Linked DNA regions of Sus scrofa: region 2 is linked to region 1. A link is a contact called in public HiChIP or PLAC-seq data. All regions are on one chromosome and are shown on one strand. The core of a region is the stretch at or near the end of the contact, and the rest is flanking DNA. Distances in the headings are between cores, read along the strand shown.

Evidence for each region. HiChIP or PLAC-seq counts read pairs in DNA pulled down with a chosen protein or histone mark.
Region 2: an H3K27ac HiChIP or PLAC-seq map of alveolar macrophages shows a contact between it and region 1. The contact joins two enhancer-like sites. A contact is called at or near these places in 1 of 47 Hi-C or Micro-C datasets (embryonic fibroblasts) and 1 of 2 datasets of contacts at active chromatin or transcription factors (alveolar macrophages).

What each region holds. Positions count from the first base shown.
Region 1 is chr14:56,342,785-56,349,561 of Sscrofa11.1, forward strand. No RefSeq gene overlaps it. Among named protein-coding and RNA genes, the nearest start is that of IRF2BP2, 200 kb to the right of the region's middle. Within about 2 kb of position 2,132, at least 12 of the 83 cell types and tissues checked have an H3K27ac peak or open chromatin away from gene starts, as enhancers often do. A contact at or near this core is called in alveolar macrophages, where this site is marked.
Region 2 is chr14:56,596,845-56,602,866 of Sscrofa11.1, forward strand. No RefSeq gene overlaps it. Among named protein-coding and RNA genes, the nearest start is that of IRF2BP2, 54 kb to the left of the region's middle. Within about 2 kb of position 3,392, at least 36 of the 83 cell types and tissues checked have an H3K27ac peak or open chromatin away from gene starts, as enhancers often do. A contact at or near this core is called in alveolar macrophages, where this site is marked.

The DNA.
Region 1 (6,777 bases), core at 882-3,381:
AGACCTGAAGTCAGGAGGAGGACTGGGTCAAGTTTCCAATTGTATTTCTGGGGCAGTTGGATGTGAAGTGACATGTGTAATTTACAGTGGGCATGGTTTGATGCCATTTTCTTGGGGTTACTTTTTTTGCATATTCTTTTCCACAATGGTTCATCCCAGGATATTGAATATAGTTCCCTGTGCTCTGCAGTAGGATTTTGTGGTCTATCCGTTCTCTATATAATAGTTTGCATCTGCTCATCCCAACCTCCTGCTCCACCCCTCCCGCAATGGGGTCTGATATTTTTTTTTTTTTTTTTTTTTTTTTTTTTTTTGTCTTTTTGCTATTTCTTTGGGCCGCTCCCGCGGCATATGGAGGTTTCCAGGCTAGGGGTCGAATCAGAGCTGTAGCCACTGGCCTAGGCCAGAGCCACAGCAACTCGGGATCCGAGCCGCATCTGCAACCTACACCACAGCTCACGGCAACACCGGATCCTTAACCCACTGAGCAAGGGCAGGGACTGAACCCACAACCTCATGGTTCCTAGTCGGATTCGTTAACCACTGCGCCACGACGGGAACTCCGGGTCTGCTTCTTATTCCACCAGAATATAAGATCTACACAGGCTGGTCTGATCACTGTTGTATCCTTAGCCCAGAAGACAGCCTGGAACCAAGCATGAATATCTCCTCCAAGTAGGAGGAAACATCCCGTTGTCAGGATATTTGCTACATCAAGCAATACACAGAAAACAGTGTTATTAGAAACCAGAATATGAGACCATTAATAAATTCACTCATGCTACTTAATCAAGAAATATTCCCACCTATCTCTCTCTGACTGACTTCCTTTGGTCTGAGAATCTCTAGTTGCATCCATGTTGCTGCAAATGCCAGTATTTCCTTCTTTTTCATGGCTAAGTAGCACCTATATGTGGGATATAAAATATGGCACAAACGAACCCATATAGAAAACAGAAACAGACTCACGGACATAGAGAATAGACTTGTGGTTGCCAAGGGGGGGGGAGGGAGAGGGATGGACTGAGAGTTTGGGGTTAGCAGATGCAAACTATTACATTTAGAATTGGTAAGCAATGAGGACCTACTGTACAGCACAGGAAACCATGTCCAATCTCTTGGGCTGGATCATGATGGAAGGTAATATGAGAAAATGAGTGTATATATATGTATTACTGGATGACTTTGCTGTACAGCCGAAAATGGCACAACATTGTAAACCAACTATACTTTAATAAAAAAATACATAAAAAATAAAGACACCGGAGTTCCCTTCATGGATCAGTGGTACGAACCCGACTAGTAACTATAAGGACAGGGGTTCAATCCCTGGCTTTGCTCAGTGGGTTAAGGATATGGCGTTGCCATAAGCTGTGGTGTAGGTTGCAGACATGGCTTGGATCTGGCATTGCTGTGGCTGTGGCTGTGACAGGCAGCTCTAGCTCCAATTTGACCCCTAGCCTGGGAACTTCCAAATGCCTCAGGTGTGGCCCTAGAAAGACAAATAAATAAAGAATAAAAAAAAAAAAGATACATAACTTTAAAAAGGAAATATTCCTGCCTATTCTAACTCTTTCAAAAACTAAAATAGAAGGAAAAAAAAACTCATTCTCTTTAAAAAATTTAATGAGTTACTTTATCCTAAAATGATATTACTAATTACCTTTCTTCTTAACACATTTCATTTCATTTCTTAACACAATCTTACGGATGTGTCAATGAAACATAGAATCAAAAAAGGTACTTAATTGCTTGAGTTTTCAGGATGTTTATCTCTATTGGTTCTCTGGTGTAGTTAAATGCTAATATTGCCACGGAAAATTGATGCAACTTTGGTGAAGCAATTGCTGTAACAGCGCCTCTGTGTAACATTTCCTTGTATAGGATTTTGAAAAAAAAAAAAAAAAAAAAAAAAAAAAAAGCTTAGGTCTTGGAAAATATTAGAAAAGTGCCTCTCTGCTGCTTACCATATAAGCACACAGCTTTCATTCCCCAGTGGACTCTGATTGGTTTTGACTGGGCACTTCCTCATTTGTCCCTGAGGTTCGGGGCCTCACTTCTGTTTTCTGACCACTGGACAGCCCTGTTGTCTTCGTGGAAGTCAGGCAGTGGGAGGTGACAGGGTCCTCGCTCACTCCTGTGGCCCTCACCCTGATGCGAAGTCCGTCTCCAGCACCCTCCTCACAGATGGGGCCTTGGAAGCTGTGTGGTCCGGCAGAGCAGGGGTTAATGAACTGCTCAAAGATGGATCTTCCTTTCCACACGTTTCTCTCCCAGTGTCACTGGGGACCACTCAAACCCTCTCTCCTTGCTCCTTTCCCCTTCTTTGGAGGGTTATCAGTGCACACCCCACTGCGCTCAGCCGCAGGGCTGCGCAAGAAGGCAGCCCCTCCCACCAGGCCCACCCCTCGGTGGGGGCTCGTGTTGGGTTCCACTGAGCACCTCTGAGCTGGGTGCTGGAGGGGGACTGAGGTGAAGCTAGGATCGGGACCCTCCCCAGCACAGAGATTCCTGGTGATGCTGCTGGGGAACTGCTGGCCATGACAGTCTGTCTGCAAGGCCACTTTTACCCTCAGAGCATCTTCTGAGGAGGTGTTACATGGCCCAGGGAGCTAACTGCTCTGACAACTCTAGTTTCTCCATTGGCTTCCTCCACGGCCTGCTCTGGGCTGGAGGCTGGATCAGGCCCTAGTGGATATACAGTTTGGTTTGGAGGGCATGTCTGTGTGGAATCAGGGCACAGATTTGTAGGCTTATGGCCCCAGTATCCTAGCCCTACCTTTCATCCTTTGTAACCCAAAGGTGTCCAATGCTATCTTTTAGTGATTGCATTACTTAGGGAACAAATAAACCCTATGATTTCAGAGCCTTAAGATGGATAGTTCTGGAGTTCCTGTCATGGAACAGCGGAAACGAATCCGACTAGGAACCATGAAGTTGTGGGTTTGATCCCTGGCCTCAGTGGGTTAAGGATTGGGCATTATCATGAACTGTGGTGTAGGTTGCAGATGTGGCTCAGATCCCCAGTTGCTGTGGCTGGTAGCTGGAGCTCCCATTGGACCCCTAGGATGGGAACCTCCATGCACCTTGAGTGTGGCCCTAAAAAGCACAAAAAAAGGACTGATGGTTCTGGCCAGTTCAGGGCTGATTAGGGAAGCTCAGCTCCTTCCAGCTTATGGCTTTGTTACCCCCTGGAGCCTTGGGGACCCCTGCACGGAAGGAGAAGGTGACAGGCTATATCTTACTACATCAGCCTGAAATCGCTTCCATTCAAGGTTTTTTGCCCTGGAGACCTGGGGTATGGAACCCCCTATAGTGGGAAAGGGAGCGTGTGGCTGGACAGTGTCTCTAGCGTGATAATGGGCTAAGCTGCTACAGCCTCAGTTTCCTTATCTGTTAAACAGAGACAGAACCTACCTTCAAGAGTTCTTGTGGGGATCAGAGCTGGCATGTGAGCAATTCAACCCTTGACACAACCCCTGCAGCCATCAGGAGAGGGAGGGGCTCTTTTTCCTCAGAGGCGGGGGTGAGGGCTGTCCAGTCTCGACCCTGCCCAGCTACTGGGAATGCTGGGTCCGTGCCAGTGCTGCTGCCCAGGCTTTCATAATGCTTATTATGCAATACGCCTTCTGTATGATCATTATTATGTAAATACAACTATATGTCGTAATGATTATTATGTAATAGTATTATGTATCGTGATTATTATGTAAATGCAAATGAACCTCTCACTCCAACATATGTCTCATGAACTAATATTCCTGGGGCCCTGACACAGGTTTTCAAATATTTTCCCATTGTCTTCTAGTATTCAAAAAGCTCTGGTTATCAAAGCAGTTAGGTGACTGCAAACATTGCCAACCCAGAGACAGCTAGGAAGTGGCGCTTCAAAGCCTCCCCCTAAGCTGGGTGCCCCCACCCCTACCAGCCCAGCATGGATAAGCAAGGTCATTGACAGTGTGGGTAAATCTGTTCAGAAATATTCTATGTTTACGAACAAGCATGTATCAATCCTTTCTTTTTACACAAAAGCAAAAGCAAGCTGCAACTCTGCCGGAACTCCTCCCTTTGAACAGCCATGTGATACTCCAGCTTCGCCACAGTTGATGTACCCAGAGCTTTAGGGGGTACATTGCCTCTGCTGCACTAGGGCAACTGCTGCCCTAGTAACTTCCACATCCCTCTCTCTTTTTTTGATTTTTTTTTTCCTTTTTACAGTCCCACTTGCAGCATATGGAAGTTCCTGGGCTAAGGGTTGAATCAGAGCTGCAGCTGCAGGCTTATGCCACAGCCACAGCAGTGGGGGATCTGAGCCGCATCTGCGACCTACACTGCAGCTCACAGCAACACCAGATTCTTAACCCACTGAGTGAGGCCAAGGATCAAAGCCGAATCTCATGAAAACTAAGTCGGGTCCTTAACCCACTGAGCCACAATGGGAATGCCAACTTCCACATCTCTTCAAGGGAAATTCCTTTGAACAACTGCAGACAAGGCGCCCCTTTAAAGCTCTTTGAAACACATAGGATTTGTGTTACAGGACAACAACCCCTGTTTATTCTCCTGTACCAGCACAGGATGATATTTTTGGCCACAGTGATCCTTACAGAATGCTATTCTCTTTTTCTGGAAAGAAAATAAATGCCTTCATTTTCCACGACTGCTGAGGATGAGTGGTAAAGAGGGAGGAAGCACCGGGGACTCGCTCTAGCAGATGGAGGGGTTTTTATTGCTTCGCGTGCACTGGGCCAGGCTCACATTCGTCCTATTTTTAGACTTTCGGGTTGACTTGGTGACTTTGGCCTCCTTTTCAACAGATCATATTAATGAACTGCAGATGGGTCCCTAATTGATTCCTTTCTATCACAGTGATTCCACATGCAGGCAAATGCACTCAATGTCTCCTTGGTGAATAGTTCTATAGTTTCTAAAACTTCTGTGAGGTCTGGGAACAGGTTTTCTCTTTGGCTTGGACATCAGAGGATAGAAGAATGCTGTTCTAGAAGGATTTACTGCAGCGCTTGGACGCACACTCAGCGTCCTTGGCAGTTGCATTGAGAATTCAGAGACCTTGGTGGCTCTGCGTTCAGTTACATGGAGATGCTGATACTTATTATCTTGGTGGTTGGAGGCAAAGGCTGCATTACTGGATGATATTTAGAAACATTTCCCCCACGTAGTAACATACTCACAAGCTCTGTTGTTCCAGGGTCTACCCCACCCTCCCCCGCTCTCTTGGCCACACCTTGAAGTATTGCCATATGTCCGGGACTCCAAAGGCCTTTTAATTTTATGTTTCACAGACTTTCCCTTAAGAGGCTCTCACTTCCCCCTTTGGCCTTATGTGAAATCTGGAACCAGTTTCCTCAGTGTGACAAGCATTAGTGGGGGTGGGCATTCATATAAAACAATGGGGACAGGTTTGCATTCACGACCATGCATGTCCCTGTCCATCCTGACCTCAGGGAGCCCCAGGTGATCCCGACATCCTTCTAAAGAACCGTTGCCGTCCTTGCATTGCGGAGAAAGTGATCCAGTCAGCGGGCATTTACTCCCTTATCTGATGCAGGAAAGCCAACAGAGCGGTGGAAAAAGAAGACAAAACTTGGAGTTCCCGTCGTGGCGCAGTGGTTAACGAATCCGACTAGGAACCATGAGGTTGCAGGTTCGATCCCTGCCCTTGCTCAGTGGGTTAAGGATCCGGCGTTGCCGTGAGCTGTGGTGTAGGTCACAGACGCGGCTCGGATCCCGCATTGCTGTGGCTCTGGCGTAGACTGGCGGCTACAGCTCCGATTAGACCCCTAGCCTGGGAACCTCCCATATGCCGCAGGAGCGGCCCAAGAAATGGCAAAAAGACAAAAAAAAAAAAAAAAAAAAGACAAAACTTTAGCTGTGTTCATACTCCAAACGAACATCTGCCCACTTCCCAGCGAGCTACTCACTTACTCAAGTGGAGGAAATCTAAATCTTGCCAATCAGACAGCTGGGATTTATCCCTATTCTCTCCAATTCCGTGCATTATCCAGGGAGCCAGGCTTTTTCCCCCTCTGGAGAGTCTCACCATCACTCAGGATGCATATGGCCACATCCTTTCCACATTGGAGGCTTTGTATGAGGACACAACTTAATATATGTGTTTATCCAGCTCAAAGTGTGATTTGAAAGTTGAAGCTTCTGTATAAAATATTATAACCTCATTTTCAGGTCAGACCAATTTTACTACTATTACCTGCCCTTTGGGTTATGCGAGCTTCTATTCATCAATGAGATAACAGAGTTACCTTTTTTTAAAGAAAAAGTTAAGGTATAATTGACACACAACATTATATTCATTTCTGATATAATACATAAATGATTCGGGTTTTGTTCATTATGTAGTTCGTTGGAATATATAATGATTTGGCATTTGTATGTATTGTGAAATGATCACCACAAAAAGTCTAGTTAACATCCATCAACACACATTTTTGTTTTGTGATGAGAACTTTTAAGTTCTACCCTCTTTGCAGCTTCCAAATATTCAATAGTTAATAATATAGTATTATTAACTATGGTTGCCATGCCATACGTTACATGCCCAGAAATTTATTTCATAATCAGAAGTTTGTATCTTTTAATTCCCTTCACCCAAGAGTTACTGTTATTATCTCTGTGTGGTGTTCAACAGCAATATCAAACTCAGGTAATGTTAACTTTTGGAGCTAAGAACTCATGTTGCCCAAATATGTTCAATGGGTCTCTTACAACATCTCCAAACTGACGGATTGGACAGAGCAT
Region 2 (6,022 bases), core at 2,142-4,641, 260 kb after region 1:
ATAACCATAGGTTTGTTTTCTATGTCTATAAGCCTGTTTCTATTTTGTATATAAGTTCATTTGTATCATTTTTTTCAGATTCCACATAGAAGTGGTCATGTCATATTTGTCTTTCTCTGTCTGACTTACTTCACTTGGTGTGATAATCTCTAAGTGCATCCATGTTGCTGCAAATGGCATGATTTCATTCTTTTTGATGGCTGAGTAATATTCCCCTGTGTATATTTACCACATCTTCTTGATCCACTCCTCTGTCGATGGACATTTAGGTTGCTTCCATGTCTTGGCTACTGTGATGAAGTACACATTTAAATAACCCTTTTTAAACATCTGTCCATGTGGCCATGACCATCCAAAGGACTCTTTCTGATTGAGTCTTAGTATCTTTCTGTCCTGGGAAAATACTCAGCTCTTAGCCTGAAGGGAGTTAGTGAAAGAAGAAGGATCCCAGTACTTCAAGTCTTGTTTCTACGCAAGTGACTCCCCCCCCCCAACCATGTGAAGATGTGTACGATTCTCATTTCTTCATTCCCAGAGGCCTTGGAAAGACGAGCTCCTCAAGGGCAGACTGACAGACCAGGGCTGGGGCAGTAGCAAGAAGGAGCTACCCCCATGGACATCTGTTCTATATCACACTTGCTGTGGGGCTTTACCTTCAACCCTAAAAGCAATTGTGTGACCTCCCTAATAGTATCCCCCCTTCACAATTGAGGCAGACTCAAAAAGGTTAAGAAACTGTCTCTGAAGGTAACACTCAGGAAGGAATAGAAACGTGCCTGGGACCGGGTCTGTCTGATTTCAGTGGCCCAGAGACTGAAGTTATTACATGGACCCTCTCCTTTGTCCTAACCACAGGATGGCCATTGTTCAATGGCAGAGAGAGGTATTTGAGGGTGACAATCTGTTCAAGGTGTGTGGGGGTGTGTGTGTATGTGTGTGTGATTATTGCTTCCACAGTGGGTGTGTATGTAATAATTATTGCTCCCACAGTGAGACAAAGCAAGTGGTTGGAATCATCGCCTGAGCCAAATTCACCTATTTCCTATTTTTACTTCTCTGTGTTCTGTCTTCATGTTTGTCATCTCTATAATGGAAAAGTCTAGAGCCTTGCTGTCCAATAAGGTAGCCATTAGCCACATGTGGCTATTGAGACCTTGAAAGGTGGCTCATCGAGATGCATTTTCTGTGTAAAACACACACCACATTTCCAAGACTTAGTATGAAAAAAGAACCTAAAAAAATCTCATCAATAATTTCTGTATTGATTTTATTGACATGATCATAGTTCGGATATATTGGAATTCAACAAATTAGATTAGAATTTATTTTATCTGTTTCTTTTTACCTGTTTAATGTGGCTACTAGAAAACTTCAAGTTACATATGGCCCACACCTTTCTTTTTTCATTTTTTTTTTTTATTTTATCACAGTAGAGTTGATTTACCCTGTTATGGTAATTTTGGCAGTACAGCAAAGTGACTCAGTTATACATGTCTGTATTCTTTTTCAGATTCTTTTGCATGATGGTTCATCACAGGGTATTGAAGACAGCTCCCTGTGTGCTACGGTAGGACCTTATCATTGGCTCACATCTTATTTCTATCCGAGAGGACCAAAGTCTGCGATCCTGGGATAAAAGATGGATGACTTGTGCAAATCCTCCTCGGCTTGAGAAGACGCTTTCAAACTCATTAGCCCACACTGAAACAAAGTGGGTGGGGTATAAACACGGCTTGGGCCTCTGCCTCCCTGGCCCCTGGAATACACTCGGGGCACTGGCTGGGGCAGCTCACAAAACATGCAGCCCAGGTGCACCCAGAGCTCTTGACACCTATACTGTCTCTGCCTTAAACAGCACCATTACTCCTTCTTTGAGAAAAGTGCTTCGTCATAGGCCTCCCTGGGAGGAAGGCAAGTGATGAATCTGTGACACAGAAAAATGACCTGATCTCTCCAAGGTCGTTACCGAAGGCCAAGGCCAAACCCAGCGGAGCAGGCTGTCTAGCTCGGAGTTTACCACCTGAGCCGCCTGGAGATGCTTTTCCGGTTGATGAGCTTAACTGTGGGAAGGCAGGCTCAGTACCCAGGCTTGTGGGGAAAGGGATTATGGTGTCTGAGAGCCCCGACCCCTCCCCTGCTCAGAGCATTCAACAATCTCTAGGCTCAATAACTTTTTTTTCTTCTCTCAGAGATGGAAAGTGCTGTAGTATTCCCCTTTGATGCTTTAAAAGTGTTGTGTGCCTTTTCCTCTCTCGTCTTTATATCCGGCCCTCTCCTTTCTCTGCGCTGCTTTTACACCCGTTTCCATAGTAACCACCTCTATTGTATCCCTGAGTGTGAAGAGAAATCTTGCAGATGTTATTTGGGATCCAACACCTTTCCAGGAGCTATTTTGACTCGCTGTCTCCTTATCTCCCGGCACTAATTTTCTTGCTTTTCTTCTCCTTCCAGCTGCCCCTTCCTACAGGCCCTTGAGGCTGGCTCCCCCTCCCCCGCCGTGTGAGTTTGGGGACGGTGGGGGGGGGGGGGAGCCGCGGGGGTGGAGTGGGGGGTGGAGCTGGAGAGGAGGCAGAAATCTTTAGGTCTCATTAGAAACCCGAATTCTTCCTGTGGCTTCTTTGGCACAACATGCTAAATGCAAAAGCTCTTGGGGGTGACATCCTGGACATGGAGGAAGGGGCGTTAGGGTCGCCATTCGCTGTTGGACAAGCATCTCACCTGAAGGTCTGCCAAAAACAGAGACCTCCTTGGCCCTCTTTGCTGAACCCCACCCAGGCCCCACCCACCTCCACCTCGGCCTCAGGACCATCTCTGTGCATTTGAATGTCTTCCTTCTGTGCATTTGCCCCGGAGAGACCAGCCATTGGTGTGGAGGGCAGGGCAGAGGTGCAAAATACAACACATGCCCACACATACCTATCAGGGCGTCGAAGACCCCCGCAACAAATGAATCCCCCACTTCCCTCCCATCGGGAAGGGCAAGAGGAACAGGGCTTCAAAGGTGACCTCCTGAAATGGTTTGAAAATTCTTTGCCCACCATTCCTCCTTGGTACTGGACATTATTCTTTTGATTACACAAGCCTGACAGCCCGATCATAATAAACACGTAACTGAAGGGAACCTATTCCTTTCCAGCGGCATTATTTATTCACCTAAAGCAAAGGCTGAGTTATATTTAGCATATGATGTCAGCGGGTTGTTTGGATTCTTGGAAACTGGCAGGAAGCCACCTCTCACATGATATATGAAATCACTGATAAATGCTTCTTTTCACCAAAAGAAAAACAGCTTAATAGATGCGGCCCTTTTCTGCTCCCCCCTCCTCCCCCCGTCTCCTCCACCATCCTTCCTCCTACCGCCTGCCCTTTCCTCGTCTGGGATTTGTCTTTCTGTGGCACAGCTCAGCGGAGCCTGTGAAGTGGAAATGAGTTGCTCAGTATCACAGATCAAAATGAGGCTGTTGGGATTCTCAGGATGGTTTTTTTCCTCTCCTAGATCCTGGAAGGCTGCCAAAGCGCCAGTGAATCAGACATCCACGCACAAAAAGGCAAATCTATACAGCCGTGGCTTTATGGGGCCCAGTATTTATGGCAGAGCACTAGCTCTGGGTTGCTGTTTTGCAGGCGAAGATGGGAAATAGATAGTGATTCAGGATTGCCATTAAGTGTGAAAACAGCCCCTGTACAGATTGTGTGTAATAAACCAAGTGCAGGGAGAAGCTGTAAGAAGCTCTGGATTTGCCACACTGGATCAGCCTTGGGGCCCATCAAGTTCAAGCTCCTGATTTGTGTGCTGGTTAATACCTGGTGCTTAGAACAAATCTTTCTTCTTTCCTGCTACCTTCCCCGTCATGCACTGGGTCTATCATATGAAGCTATTGGAGGGTCGGGTGGGGTTGTGCCTGTGGAATTAAGTTAATTCCTGCCCTCCTGCAGAGATCAGTTTATATGGCCTGAAGCACAAGATTTAATTACCCTTATCTTGGCTCCTATAAAAGCCAGCATCACTCTTGATCATGGATTCACCCAGCCCCTTCCACATTCAGCTGTAACATTTAACTTGGGGACCCCGGGCTGAAGCCAGGTGGGTTGTCTTCCCAGCTGTGAGAGCCTGGGAAGCAGCAGCTCTGATGGTGGTTTATTTACATGTCCTTGTCCTTCGTTCCCTCCAGTGGCCCCCTGTTCTGACGCTGGAAGTTACTGCAAAGACAAGAAAAGGGCTCCTTTCAGCCCATCAGCATCTCAGATACCTTCATTAAGCTCCTCCCTCTATCACACGCTCTGTCAAGCAATCCTGCCTCGTTGATATCCACCATGGATGGAGGGACTTGGAAGGTTTCAAATACCCCACCGTGACACTGGTGCCAATGGCCTTTCTCCTACACCGGCACCTGGGCCAAGCCCCTCGCTACGCTCATCTCCATCTCAGGTGGGAGAGAAAAACAAGATGGAAAGAGGAGGAAGCAGAGTTCCCTTGTTGCTCAGAGGGTTAAGGATCCAGTGTTTTCACTGCTGTGGCTCAGATTACAGCTGTGGCACAGGTTTAATCCCTGGCCCAGAAACTTCTGCATGTCACAGGTGTGGCAAAGAAAGAAAGAAAGAAGGAAAGGGGGAGAGAGAAAGAGAAAGAGGGATGGAGGGAGAGCAAGCAAAAATCCATGCTCTTTGTGTAGCCGCCTAAATGTCTTACTAGGGAGAAGATGAGATGGATGGGGAGATGAATAGATAGATAAACAGATGGACAGACGAATGGATGGGCACATACATCAATTCCTCCATCAGTAAGAAAATCCCACAAAATGAACACTGGTGGTAGGTTGAAATTGTTTTCGACTTGGCACTCAAATTAGCATTCATTTGGGGCTCCATAACAGGAAATGCAGGTGAGGGAAAGTCTTTCTTTTAATTGGAATTCTTTTTTCTTTTTTTTTTTCTTTCAGTGAATTTCATTATTTTTATAGTTGTGCAGCCATCATCACAAAATGTTCTGATTTTAGAACATTTCCATCCCAACCCCCCACCCCACCCCTGTCTACCCTTCCTTGCCCACCCCACCTGTTATTTTTTTATTCTTAAAACAAGAGGTTTTGAGCCCAGATGGCTTCTTATCTCCCTTCCAGCCTCTGACCTTTTAAGATTCTATAATTGTGTGATTCTGCAACTTCACAAGTCACCAAGAGTGAATTAACCCTCTTCCGAGAGGTTGTTGTTCTCTTCTCCCCCAAGGTGAGCTCTGTCTCAGACATAGGCATTCCCTACAAGGTGAGTGCCCCTTCCCTGGGCCCTGAAGGAGCCAATAAACACCCTTCCTCTGGGTGAGCATGTGCTCTCACTGAGAACACTGTTCACTTGGGCTCTCTGTTAAGGCCACGTCATGTTTATACTGATGATGATGAGCCCAGTTTTATGCAAGGAAGAGTTCTTTTGGCCCAAGCTTCTTGAGAAGCTGGCCATGATTTCCATCAGCCCCAGATCTCCCAGAGGAGAGTGCTGTGGCCTCTGCCAGAGTGACACGCAACAGCAGCAATCACCCATTGGCCCATCTCTGAAGCCTGGCCCAGGGTTTTCTGAGCACTGGGCTTCAGTTGTCATATTACCTCGGATTGGGTCTGGTAAGACCAGATGCAAGTCAAGGCAGAGAGGGATGGAGAAAATTTAAAGACATCCTTATGCTTCCTTGGAGAGAATGCAACATACCAAGCAGGGCCACATGGGGAAGCACCAGGGTCCATCAAGAGGCATAGAGAGATGGGAGGCCCTGTGGGTGAGAGTCTTATGTGGTTTCCATGAGAAGGAACGGGTAAGGCAGGGCAGTCAAGCTTAGATTTGTCTAGCTGTGTGTGAAAGTGGCACTCTGTGAAATTCATGTTCCCTGTGACTGTTAGAGTCTATAATTTAAGATGATCTGAGGACTCCAAATGTTTATGGGTGTATTAGCATTCTTCAAGGAAAGAGCACCAACTCTGACTGTGTGTGTGTGTGTGTGTGTGTGTGTGTGTGTGTGTGTGTGTGGTGTGTGTGT